Linked DNA regions of Danio rerio: region 1 is linked to region 2. A link is a contact called in public HiCAR-type data. All regions are on one chromosome and are shown on one strand. Each heading gives the region's core, a stretch centred on a gene start, on an enhancer-like site or on the middle of the called end of the contact. The rest is flanking DNA. Distances are from core to core; before and after follow the strand shown.

Region 1 (6,326 bases), core at 2,555-5,054, 290 kb after region 2:
ATAGAACAAAAATTATTGCTTTTATTTGATTTTACATTTTTGCATTTATGAGAAAAAAAGCTTTGTTCTGGATGTGACATCTCTCTCGTATGGATGGATGTGAAATCAAAGCTACTTGTATGACTTTGGCAAATGAAATATAATTGTTTGAAAACACTGGCAGAGACATTTTTGATTATTTTTAAAGCACTCTAAAATACAAGCCTATACATAAAACGCAGAAACAGTTTTGCTATTTTGGCGAAAACGTTGTTTTTTTTTAATGGCAAGGTTGACATTTGCATGCAATTGCTCATAATTAAGTTATATAAATTATTCAGATATATACACTCAAAAACATGTTGCTGCTTGTCCAAAGTACTTATTTAAAATAAGCTGAATCAACACAATTTTTCAGTCTTTTTTGTGATTATCTTAGTTTATGTTCAATCCACTTCAATTTTGAAGATCTTTGTGATTTGTTTTGGGAGAACATGAAGGAACTGTTTGGAACTCAACATTTTTACAATGTACATGGATGGATGGATGGTTGGATGGACGGATAGACGGATGGATAGACAGATGGATAGATGGATGGATAGATAGACAGATGGACAGACGGATGGACGGTGGACAGACAGACAGACAGACAGACAGACAGACAGGTAGGTAGGTAGGTAGGTAGGTAGATAGATAGATAGATAGATAGATAGACAGACAGACAGACAGACAGACAGACAGACAGACAGACAGACAGACAGACAGACAGACAGACAGACAGACAGACAGACAGACAGACAGACAGACAGACAGATAGATAGATAGATAGATAGATAGATAGATAGATAGATAGATAGATAGATAGATAGATAGATAGATAGATAGATAGATAAATAGATAGATAGACAGATAGATAGACCGATGGATAGATAGATAGATAGATAGATAGATAGATAGATAGATAGATAGATAGATAGATAGATAGATAGATAGACCGATAGACAGATAGACAGATAGATAGATAGATAGATAGATAGATAGATAGATAGATAGACAGATAGACAGATAGATAGATAGATAGATAGATAGATAGATAGATAGATAGATAGATAGATAGATAGATAGATAGATAGATAGATAGATAGATAGATAGATAGATAGATAGATAGGACGAACGGACAGATAGATGAATGGATATGATTTATATGACGTTTAAATAATTTTAAAGTGCTGGTTTCCATATTATATCATTGGAGAAAAAAGTTGTGGTTCTTCATATTTCGGAAGCTATTATATATTTTAATGAGAATTCTTTGATGAACAGACTTTCATTTATATGATTCATTTAAAAGAGAAAATCTTTGTTTATTATAGCAGTATAAATGTTCTAACTGTTATTTCTGATTAATTTAACGAATCCTCATTCCACTCAAAAGAAAACATTGAACTGACCACAAACCTTTAATTGTGAATACTGAAATCATTATTCCAATATTAATGCTAAATGATCATCTGAAAAGAAAAATGTCCATTATTCACAGTGAAGGCTGTCAAAGCATCTCGAAATGACCGAATGTAAGTGATGATGTGGAGTGGACAGCCAGAAGTCAAGCGTTTCATTAGCGATGGATTCAGACAGTGATGGGACAGGGAGAGAGCACCACAGACAGACATACGGACGGATGGCTATCATTTTTGAAGCGGCTGGTGTGGGCAGACAGCCGAGCGCACGGATAGATGGGTAGAGGATGATGTGAGGGGTGAAGCCTGTGGGAGCGCGGAGACTGTTAGTGCCCTGCAGGCTTTTCTGCCAGCGTGACGGCTTTCTGCTGCAGCTCCATGCCCTCAGGTCCTCTAGTTCAGTCTCTCTCTTTCTATTTCTCTCTCTCTCTCTCTCTCTCTCTCTCTCTCTCTCTCTTATTTTGTCTGAAATACTCGGTAACCCTTTAAAATAATGGTCCATTAGTTAATGTAATTTAATGTATCAACGGATAATAATAAAAATAATTCCTTACATTTATACAGCGCTTTTCTAGACACTCAAAGTGCTTTACACATTGGGGGGAATCCCCTCATCCACCACCATTGTGTAGCAGCCACCTGGATGACACGATTAGTGAAGAGGAGACGATGAAGCCAATTATGATATGGTGATGGACAGAGGATGTTAAAACCGGGGTTAAGCCCCTACTCTTTTTCAAGGACATCCTGGGACGACCTCGGTTTAACGCCTCACCAGAAAGACAGGATAGAATCCCCTTCATTATACTGGGGCTTTATGACCCATACAGACCACAGGTTGAGCGCCTCCTGAAAGTCTCACTACCATCACTTTCCGGCAGCAACCTAGCTTTCTGATGTGGTCTCCCATCCAAGTAATGATCATGTGAGGGTTGCAGAGAGCTAGCTAACATGAACAAATGAATAGTAATGCATTTGATATGTCTTCATTAATGTTAATGTCATGTTAGTTTGTTAACTCGCAGTGTTTTGGCAGGCCCGTAGCCAGCCTATTAAAAGGAGTGGTTCTTTTTTCTCAAAAAGTGGACCTATTTACAGTTATTCAAGGTTTAAATACTGCATTTTAGTGACATTTTAAGCACTAATTTGCGCTGAACTAGCTTGCTATCATTACCACACTTTTTAATGCGACAAAAATACTTCCTCCATTTTTGTCAAAGTGCTTATTATAATATATATATTTTTTGTTTACAAAGATGTATGTTTATTTACAGATGTGCCTTTATATATTATTTAATGAGATTAGAATTTTTTTAAATATGAAAATATGTATTTTTTAATTGCTAATTTATTATCATTCATGATAGAAAACAAACAAACAAACTAACACACAAACAAACAAACAAACAAAAAATGTAACTGTAGCCTATAGGCAAATAACAAACTGGCCAACTCATTGCTCAGGCAAAATTCATTCATTCATTCATTTTCTTTTCATCTTAGTCGCTTTATTAATCTGGGGTTGCCACAGCGGAATGAACCGCCAACTTATCCAGCACGCTTTTACACAGCGGATGCCCTTCCAGCCGCAACCCATCTCTGGGAAAACAGGCAGAATTTGTCCATTTAAATAATAAAAGACTTCTTTTAGTGGTTATTTTATTGGTTATTCGGTAAGACTTTACTTTGATGGTTGCATTGCAACTACATGCCAATTACTTCTCATTTGAGTATTAGTAGACTGTCTGCTTAATAATCTGCTGATTCTGCTCTTTCAACAGACATTTAACTGACTATAAGAAACTTTGCAAGTACATGTCAACTTACACTAACCCTAACCCCAACCTAACAGCCTTCTCATATTGAGAATTAGTTGGCATGTAGATGCAATGTAACTTAAGTTCAACAAAATCTGTTAAAGGGAGCATCAAAATAAAGTAATTTCAGTTATTCTTTTTAAAACCTTCTTCTACTGGTTATTTTCACAATTTAGGATGGGATACTGTCAAAAATGGGACAAATTACCTCATATAGGGCCCCCCCTACGGGCAACGGGCCTGATTAACTAATGTAACAAGCACAACTCTGGATTTTAATAATGCATTAGTAAATGCTGAACTATGATTAATGAATGCTTTACAATGGTATTCATTTGTGATGTTAGTAAATACATGAACTAATGGACTATTATTCTAAAAGATTACCAAATACTGTTTAATGAATGTTATTGTCTTTTTATTTAAATGAATAAATTTCATCCTTTTATTGAATGAGACCTCAAACTCAAAGTTTATCTCTCTCTTTCTCTTTGTGTGCGTGCATTAGAGTGAGAGAGAGCAAGAGAGAGAAAGGACAGTGCTGTGCTATGCATGCCAGTTATAGCCTGGTGTTTGTCAGATTCGTGTGAGAGGAAAGTTGGCAAAGTTTGCGCCTGTGTGTGCCATTGTTTATGTGACATGGCAGTTTGTGTCTCCATATATGAGTGTGTTTGTGTGGAAACTGCAACTTTTCACTTTTCAAGAAGTGAATGATGGCGGAGAGGAAGATGGACACAAGTCATATGTGGTGGGAAATATCGCCCCTCTATGGGAGCTTTGTGCCACTGCACCCCTCACTGCCTGTAGGAAAATACACACAGAGGGTTGATTTCTAAAAAGCTGGAATGCATGAGAAGCGAACGTGTAACACAACTCTCTCTTTGCCGGAGCCAAGATGTCAGACAAAAGATGAAATTATTAGCGAGATGAAAAGCAGTATTGATCGGAGGGCTTTTTCCTCTTTGTCACCGCGTCCCATAGATCTTTGCTCAGATCAGGCTGTGTATCATTGTTTACTTGAAGGATGGAAGGACGATGGAAATGAGTAGAGGAAGTGTAAGCTCTTTTATTGATCCCCGGCGTGAAGGGCTTTAACACCCAGAGAGGCGTCTGCTGCCGAATGACTCATGACTAGAGAGCAAATCCTTCAGATTTATCATTTCTGCGCATATTTACCTCATTACCACATTATGTTGTGTTGGATGGTGCATGTAAACAAGTAGACTGCATCCTGAACAGATTTCACTTCAGCTGTCGGTGTTGTTTGGCGTTTATGAGACTTTTAGATGTTGGATTTAGAGATTAGAGTTCACTGGAAAAAGTACTCACCCTTGTAATGCATTCAGGTCTGTTTTTACTCAGAAAACATGGATAAACGTTTTAAAAAGCATTTTTTTTGTGTGTGTTATAGAAGCAAATATGTGTTTATTTTCACCCAAAAATGTAATTTATTTAACTGTTTGAAGTTTATTAGAGTAAGTTTGGGCTTATATAGCGTAGAAGAAACTAATATTTTATAGAGAATCAGTGATATCACGGTGAAAGACAGTAGATAAAAATATAATGCATGGTAAAAAGATACATATTAAGGTAAAGGTACATATTAATTAGATAAAGGTAAATAAAGGCACATGATAATTTAATATGAACACATGAAGCTGCTGATTAGATGCAATATGGTTTAGTTGAAGAGTATTATTGTAAGAGAGTGGTTCTTCAAGTCCAAACATACATTTAATGTAAAATTACTATATAATTTGTACTTTTTCCTTCTTATCTGCATCTGTATGTTGCTTTGTTAAGTCCGTCTTGCTGATTTATGACTGATTTTGGTCACTTGTCAGCTTGTGGGAAAACAGCTACATCCACATTCAGTGTGCCTCATGGAGACTGGCCACATCAGCTAAAACCATCTAACATCACCAAATCTCTATTTTTCAGCAAGCCAAGTTGTACTCCTTGCATTTCATCTGATTGTTTTCATTCTCTCTCCTCGAAATATGCCAAATCCTTCATTCTCCTTGAAATTATCACCATTATCTCCTGCGCTCTCTCTCTCTATCTATCGTCCTATTCAGCATGGGAAAGATAGAGATGCTGCTGTCAATCATGCTCCCGCAAGGAGTGTTTCATGCACACCAGACTTCAGGGTGATAACTCACTGTCAAGGGAATTGATTTCGGGATCTGTCAGGACGGAGGGCCTTGAATTGTTTCTGATTGCCGTTACTGTCAGGACAGATACCTTGAGCAAGATTAATTCCTTTGTCATTCGTCTTTTTTGCTTCTCAGAGTTTATAAAATGATCTCATGCTGGCAGATGTTCTGGTGTGAGGAGGACAATGGTTTGGCGTGAGAGTTGTTCCTGCAGCTGAGGACAGAGGGCGCTCTCTGCTTTACTTACTGAAAACATGGGGGAGATTTAAGGGGAAGACGGATACACTGAGGAAAAGATCTGCCTGCAGAGGAAACCCAGAGAAAGCAGGCACACAAGGAATGCAACCAGAGTTATCTTCAAATCTGTCCTGATTTAGTGCAGAAAGAGGGAAACAGGGAGAGAGAAAACAAGAGGGACACCACACTTGAATCTTGTGGTGGATTTAACATTTGGATATTATTCTCATACACTGTAAAACCCAACAGTCAGCGTGATCAAATGAAATAAGTGTAGTTAACTTAAAATTGTCTGATAGTTAATGAAAAGAGTTTTGAACTCTTTTTTGAACTCTGAGTTAATTAAATCATTACTTCAACTTAAATGATGTAAGTTTACAGTACTCATAAAGATTAGTTTTTTTTTTTTTTTTTACTCAAATGGCTTGTAGAAATCGGTTTCCTCAAACTGTTTGATTTACCTTAACTTATTGGGTTTTACAATACTCAGTTGGTTTGAGTTCTCTTAATTTATTGGATTTTACTGTGCTCAAATTGCTTTGTTTATAAGAAAAATAGATTAAGTTCACAGTACTCATTAGGATTAGTTTTTAAACTTAAAAGGTTTGTTGAAATTGGTTTCCTTAAATGGTTTGAGTTACCTTAGCTTATTAGATTTAACATTGTATTTGAGTCC
Region 2 (5,706 bases), core at 2,043-4,542:
TGGAAAAGCTCAGGGGTGGTGATGGAAACTGATCAAAAATATTACCTTTCATGTCACTTTATCGGTGGTCAGAATAGCAGTAGCGGTGGGTGTGTAGTCTCTGATCAGGAAAGCAGAGTCGCCCAATGCTGTGCCGAAAAGTCGAACGCCACTCTAGACTCCCACAATGCTTTTCACTTGTCTCTCTTTCTTTTCCTTCCTCTCTTGTTTGTAGTGCTGGTTGGAGTAGAGCACTAATGTCCAGGAGGCTTGAGTCTTTTTTTTTTTTTTCATTTTCTATCTGAATGAACCTCTTCTGCATCTGAGCACGCCTCTTTTCTTCACTCGGTTGACTGGCAGCCAGTAGAGATGCAGCTTTAGGCCGTGCTAACCTGCTACTGCTACCCCGGTGCATGCTGGGAATGCATCAAGACTGCTAGAATTGTTGCAAATGAACACTTGTTTGTCTGTTTTGAAGTGAATTAACTCTGTTTGTTGTCTAAAAATGTGTTTATGTAAAGAGTTTTGGAGTTTTATGTGAACTTTTTAACCTTTTTGATACTTTAGTTTTATGTTTTATTCTTGACAGGAATTGCTGCTGGGTTATTTGTATGTCTAAAGTGACTAATTCAACGGTTTTTGCCAGATTTAAATGACTTACATGAATTTGAATGATTTTTGCTTCTTATTGGGTTTTAGTCGAAATAAGATAATTTATTATCAATATTATTTATTATTAATATAATAATAAATTATTGTATATTATTTCTTTTATGTAATATAATAACAATAAAAATTACAACAACAATTATTGTTAATTATTATCATTATTATTAATTATTTTTAATATTATAATTATTATTATTAATAATAATAATATAATTATGATTATTTTTGTAGTGATAATAACAACAACAACAACAACAACAATAATAATAATAATAATAATATTAATAATAATAATAATGTATTATTATTATTATTATTATTATTATTATTATTATTATTATTAATGTTACAAATTATCTTGTCACATTGTTTATTTTTTAACATAATTATTAATTTTTACATTATAATTATTATATTTTAAATTAAAAGTATTTTTATAATATTTCAAATATAGTGTTTTAATTTATTTAATTTTTTAATTAAAAAACTATATATATATATATATATATATATATATATATATATATATATATATATATATATATATATATATATATATATATATATATATATATATATATATACTTGTTTATTTATTGAGATCCTTGCTAAAATGACAAATCAATTAATTTTGCCAGCCTAATTTGTGTATATATTTTACGATTTAAACATTAGAAGAGTTTGAGTTTTCAGATCCACTGTTTGTGTTGCACAGATTGACCAGGTGAAGCAGGATCTGTCCAGGAAGGACTCTGAACTTTTGGGCCTGCAGACTAAACTGGAGACCCTGACCAATCAGTTTTCTGACAGCAAACAGCACATCGATGTCCTCAAAGAGTCTCTCACTGCCAAAGAACAGCGTGCCGCCATCCTGCAGACTGAGGTGCGAGTTTTGTAATGGGAATAAATTGACATTCATTATTTTTCCCTACTATACCCTACTATTCCCTATTTTTTCCCTTTCATCAAAATAAAATTTCTCAGAAAATTATGCCATGCCAAGATTTATTTATTGTTTATCTACCCATTTTAAATGAAACTTCTAGGATGATCATAAGAAGTTACTTTCCCAGTTCTGACAATGGCCACTGTCATTGAAATCAGGAACAAGATATTTTAGTTTATTTGACTCTTTTTAAAACAAAATGCATACAGATTTGTCAAAGATCAAACTTTAAAACAAACTTTTAAAGTTTGTTTAAATATTTTTATTTTAAATGTATTGTTTTTATTTTGGTTCAAGGTACTGTTAAAATGTCAAGGTGAAATATTCTTTTTAATTTAAGTCATTGCAATAAATTGATCAAATCAGTTTCTCAAAATAGATTGACCTAAAATTATTATTACTTAAAATTATTATTACTTAAATGAATTTGAATGATTTTAGCAGTGTTGTTAGATTTTTATGTAGCCATAATATTACTGTAGATGACAAGTATATCAGAATAGTAATTTTAATTATTTATTTTAATACAATTATTACTTTTATATCTTTATATCTAATTATTAATCTATATTATTATTATTATTATTATTATTATTATTATTATTACTAATTCTGTTTTGTCTTTATATTAGTTATTATTATGATTATTATAATTACCATCTTTATATTTTAATAATAATAATAATTATTATTAATATTATTATCAATCTTTATATTATCAGTTTATTATTATTATTATTATTATTATTATTATTATTATTATTATTATTATTAGTAGTAGTAGTAGTATTAGTAGTATTATTAATAGTATTATAAGTAGTAGTAGTAGTATTTTTATTAACCTTTATGTTATGTATTAATTATTAATAATATTTATATTATTATTATTATTATTATTATTTTATTATTATTATAAATTATGTTAAGTTAGATATGAATATAACTATAAAAATGCTACTAAATGTTATTTTATCACTTATGATCCATGCAGTATTATTTTTAAAGCATAAATTATTGTGTTTATTTGTGTTTTGGGTTTTTAGTAGAAAGGGGCAGCAATTTTTTTTTTTATAAAATAAAAATTATATTTTTATCAAATAAAAGCTCTTTGATCTAGTAATTGGACACTAAAGCTTCAGAAAAAAATAAGTCAATTTCTTAACAAATATAAAAAGATTTCAAGTGTAAAACATATAAAAACAAATATAAAAAATGTAAATAAAAGAAGAAAGAAAATAAAAAGAATGATGTAAATTCACATAATTCATCATAAAAAGCTAACAATAATAAAAAAAAAAAAATATATATATATATATAATGTATATGTATGTATATATATATATATATATATATATAATGTGTGTATATATAATGTATGTTATACTATGGTATTATTGATTTATTTATTTTATTTATTTTTAAAAAACCACTATATTCTGCCTATATTGATAATCGTTGGATGTCTTTTTTTCCCTTTATAATTTTTTGTCGCTTAAAAAAAGCTGTTGTATTCAATGCAGTTTTCCCTGCTCACCTTTAGGTGTCACTATTGTATCGAGCACCTTCCTGCGCTGTTGTGAAATTGCAGAGGCTTATGAATGGCCTCTTTGTGTGCTTTTAATTCTGTAGTTAGTCTATCATCACACTTTTTATCATAATCCAGTGTTACCAGTGCCAGCATGTGATTCATGGAGTTTAGCTGACGGTTAATGTGGCCTGACTGGCAAAGTATTATTGCGTTCCTGTACAATGTCATGAATAATAGTGTTTTAACGCACGTTAGCTGTCACTTCATGCATCTGTACCAATGTCTTTTTCCCTGCGCATTTCAGGTCGATGCTCTGCGTTTGCGTCTGGAGGAGAAGGAGGCCACGCTGAATAAAAAGAGCAAGCAGATTCAAGAGGTGTCGGAGGAGAAAGGCACGCTCAACGGAGAAATTCACGACCTCAAAGACATGCTTGACGTCAAGGAACGCAAGGTCAATGTGCTGCAGAAAAAGGTAAACTCTTCATGCTCCAAAGGGCAACTAATAAATCATCCCAGCAGTTGAGAAACTGCAAAAAAATGTGCATTTTTGTCTTGTTTCCAGTAAAAATCCCAAATAAATTGTACATCAGAAAGGATTTTTTGGCAACACTTTAGTTTAGATCACAATTCACAGTATTAACAAAGTATTAGCTAACACTACTAGCTTAATAAACCACTTAATAAACACTACTAGCTTAATAAACCTGGGTTTAGGTTTTGGGAAGGATTAGAGATGCAGAATAAGCTAATACTTTATAACTAATAATGAACAGTTAATATAATAATAATAATATAATAATAATAAGTAATAAACAATAAGGTAGTATTAGTTAATACATTTACTAACATGGATAAACAATAAACACTACATTTATTACAGTATTTATTTGTTTTTGTCGATGTCAGTTAATGGAAATAAAGTTGTTCATGCTAACTCACAGTGCTTTAACTAATGTTAGCAAGCATTGATATTAAAAATGTAAACTATCATTATTAAATGCTCTATAAGATGTTTATTATTAGTTGATGTTAGTAAATACATTCACTAACATTAATTAATGAAACCTTATTGTAAAGTACAACAGTTTTTCTTTAAAATAAGCTGAATAATCTGCCGGTGTTCTCAGTAAAATCTTATTTAAGTTTTGAAATAAGATTATTTGGTAACACTTTAAGTCACCATTTGTGCTGTTCACAACCAATTACAGTAACTGAGGCAATTAGCTCAGTAAATATATTAATATAAATGAATGCTGGAGGATGGGTTTAGGTTTTGGGTAAGATTGAGGGTGTAGAATGAAATCATATTACTAAAAACTACCAAAAAACTGTTACAAGTGCAATAATAAGCAGGTAATAAGCCAGTCGAGAACAGCATGAATTGTGTCTTAAACTAAAGTGTTACTAATTTATTTTTCTTAACCTACTGGAAGATCATTTATAACTTATTTTAAAGGAAAGCTCACTTCATTTTGACTATTTCTGAAAACAAAAGAGTTTTGATTGACATTTTTTATATATTTGTAGTAGAAACTACACAAAACTCAAAGTAAATACTTTTTTTTTTGTACTGTATGCCATAGCGAATGCATTCATAAACGTCAACATGGTAAAAAAAAGGTTAATAAATTCCATAAGAGGTTTATATTGCAATATTAAGCAGGTTATAAGCCAGTAGTGAATATTTACATTTACATTTAGTCATTTAGCAGACGCTTTTATCCAAAGTGACTTACAAATGAGGACAGGGAAGCAATTTACACATCTATAAGAGCAACAATGAGTAAGTGCTGTAGGCAAGTTTCAGGTGTGTAAATTCAGTGAGGGAAGCAAAAGATTAGTGTTTTTTGTAGTTAGTGGAGGAGCCAGATAGGGAATTGCATATTGGTAAGGAAAGTGGAGACTAAATAGTTGAGTTTTCAGTCTCTTTTTGAAGACAGCGAGTGACTATGACATAAACTAAAGTGTTACCGATTATTTTACCAATTATTTTCAGCATACTGGCAGATCATTTTTAACTTAATTTTGGCTATTTCTGGAAACAATACAGCATCTTTTAATTGTTTAGAAAATGCTTCTTGGGCGAGACAGTGGCGCAGTAGGTAGTGCTGTTGCCTCACAGCAAGAAGGTCGCTGGTTCGAACCTCGGCTCAGTTGGCGTTTCTGTGTGGAGTTTGCATGTTCTCCCTGCCTTCGCGTGGGTTTCCTCCGGTTTCCCCCAGTCCAAAGACATGCGGTACAGGTGATTGGGTAAGCTAAATTGTCTGTAGTGTGTGAATGTGTGTGTGGATGTTTCCCAGAGATGGGTTGCGGCTGGAAGGGCATCCGCTGTGTAAAAACTAGCTGGATAAGTTGGCGGTTCATTCCGCTGTGGCGACCCCGGATTAATAAAGGGACTAAGCCGACAAGAAAATGAATGAAAATGCTTCTTGATTTAAGATAGTTTTTAGATATTTGGACTAGAAACAAGACTAAACTCCAAATAAGAAGAAATTATTATGTTTTTGCACTGCAACCAATGCAATAGCTTACATTCTTAAACATCGATTGAGTTGTCGGCGCCAGTGGTGTAGTGGTTAGTGCG

Evidence for each region. HiCAR-type assays count read pairs that join an accessible place to other places.
Region 1: a contact with region 2 is called in a HiCAR-type map of caudal fin, with 13 times the contacts expected there. The contact joins two enhancer-like sites. A contact is called at or near these places in 7 of 18 Hi-C or Micro-C datasets (caudal fin, embryo, fibroblasts and 2 more) and 1 of 4 datasets of contacts at active chromatin or transcription factors (caudal fin).

Annotation. Positions count from the first base shown.
Region 1 is chr4:9,049,422-9,055,747 of GRCz12tu, forward strand. All of the region lies in intron 1 of wnt5b (wingless-type MMTV integration site family, member 5b), which reads left to right. Among named protein-coding and RNA genes, the nearest start is that of wnt5b, 21 kb to the left of the region's middle. Within about 2 kb of position 3,805, at least 23 of the 62 cell types and tissues checked have an H3K27ac peak or open chromatin away from gene starts, as enhancers often do.
Region 2 is chr4:8,756,544-8,762,249 of GRCz12tu, forward strand. It overlaps erc1b (ELKS/RAB6-interacting/CAST family member 1b), which reads left to right. Exons shown (of 21, transcript XR_012401815.1): 7 at 1,364-1,531; 8 at 3,427-3,594. Among named protein-coding and RNA genes, the nearest start is that of erc1b, 58 kb to the left of the region's middle. Within about 2 kb of position 3,293, at least 4 of the 62 cell types and tissues checked have an H3K27ac peak or open chromatin away from gene starts, as enhancers often do.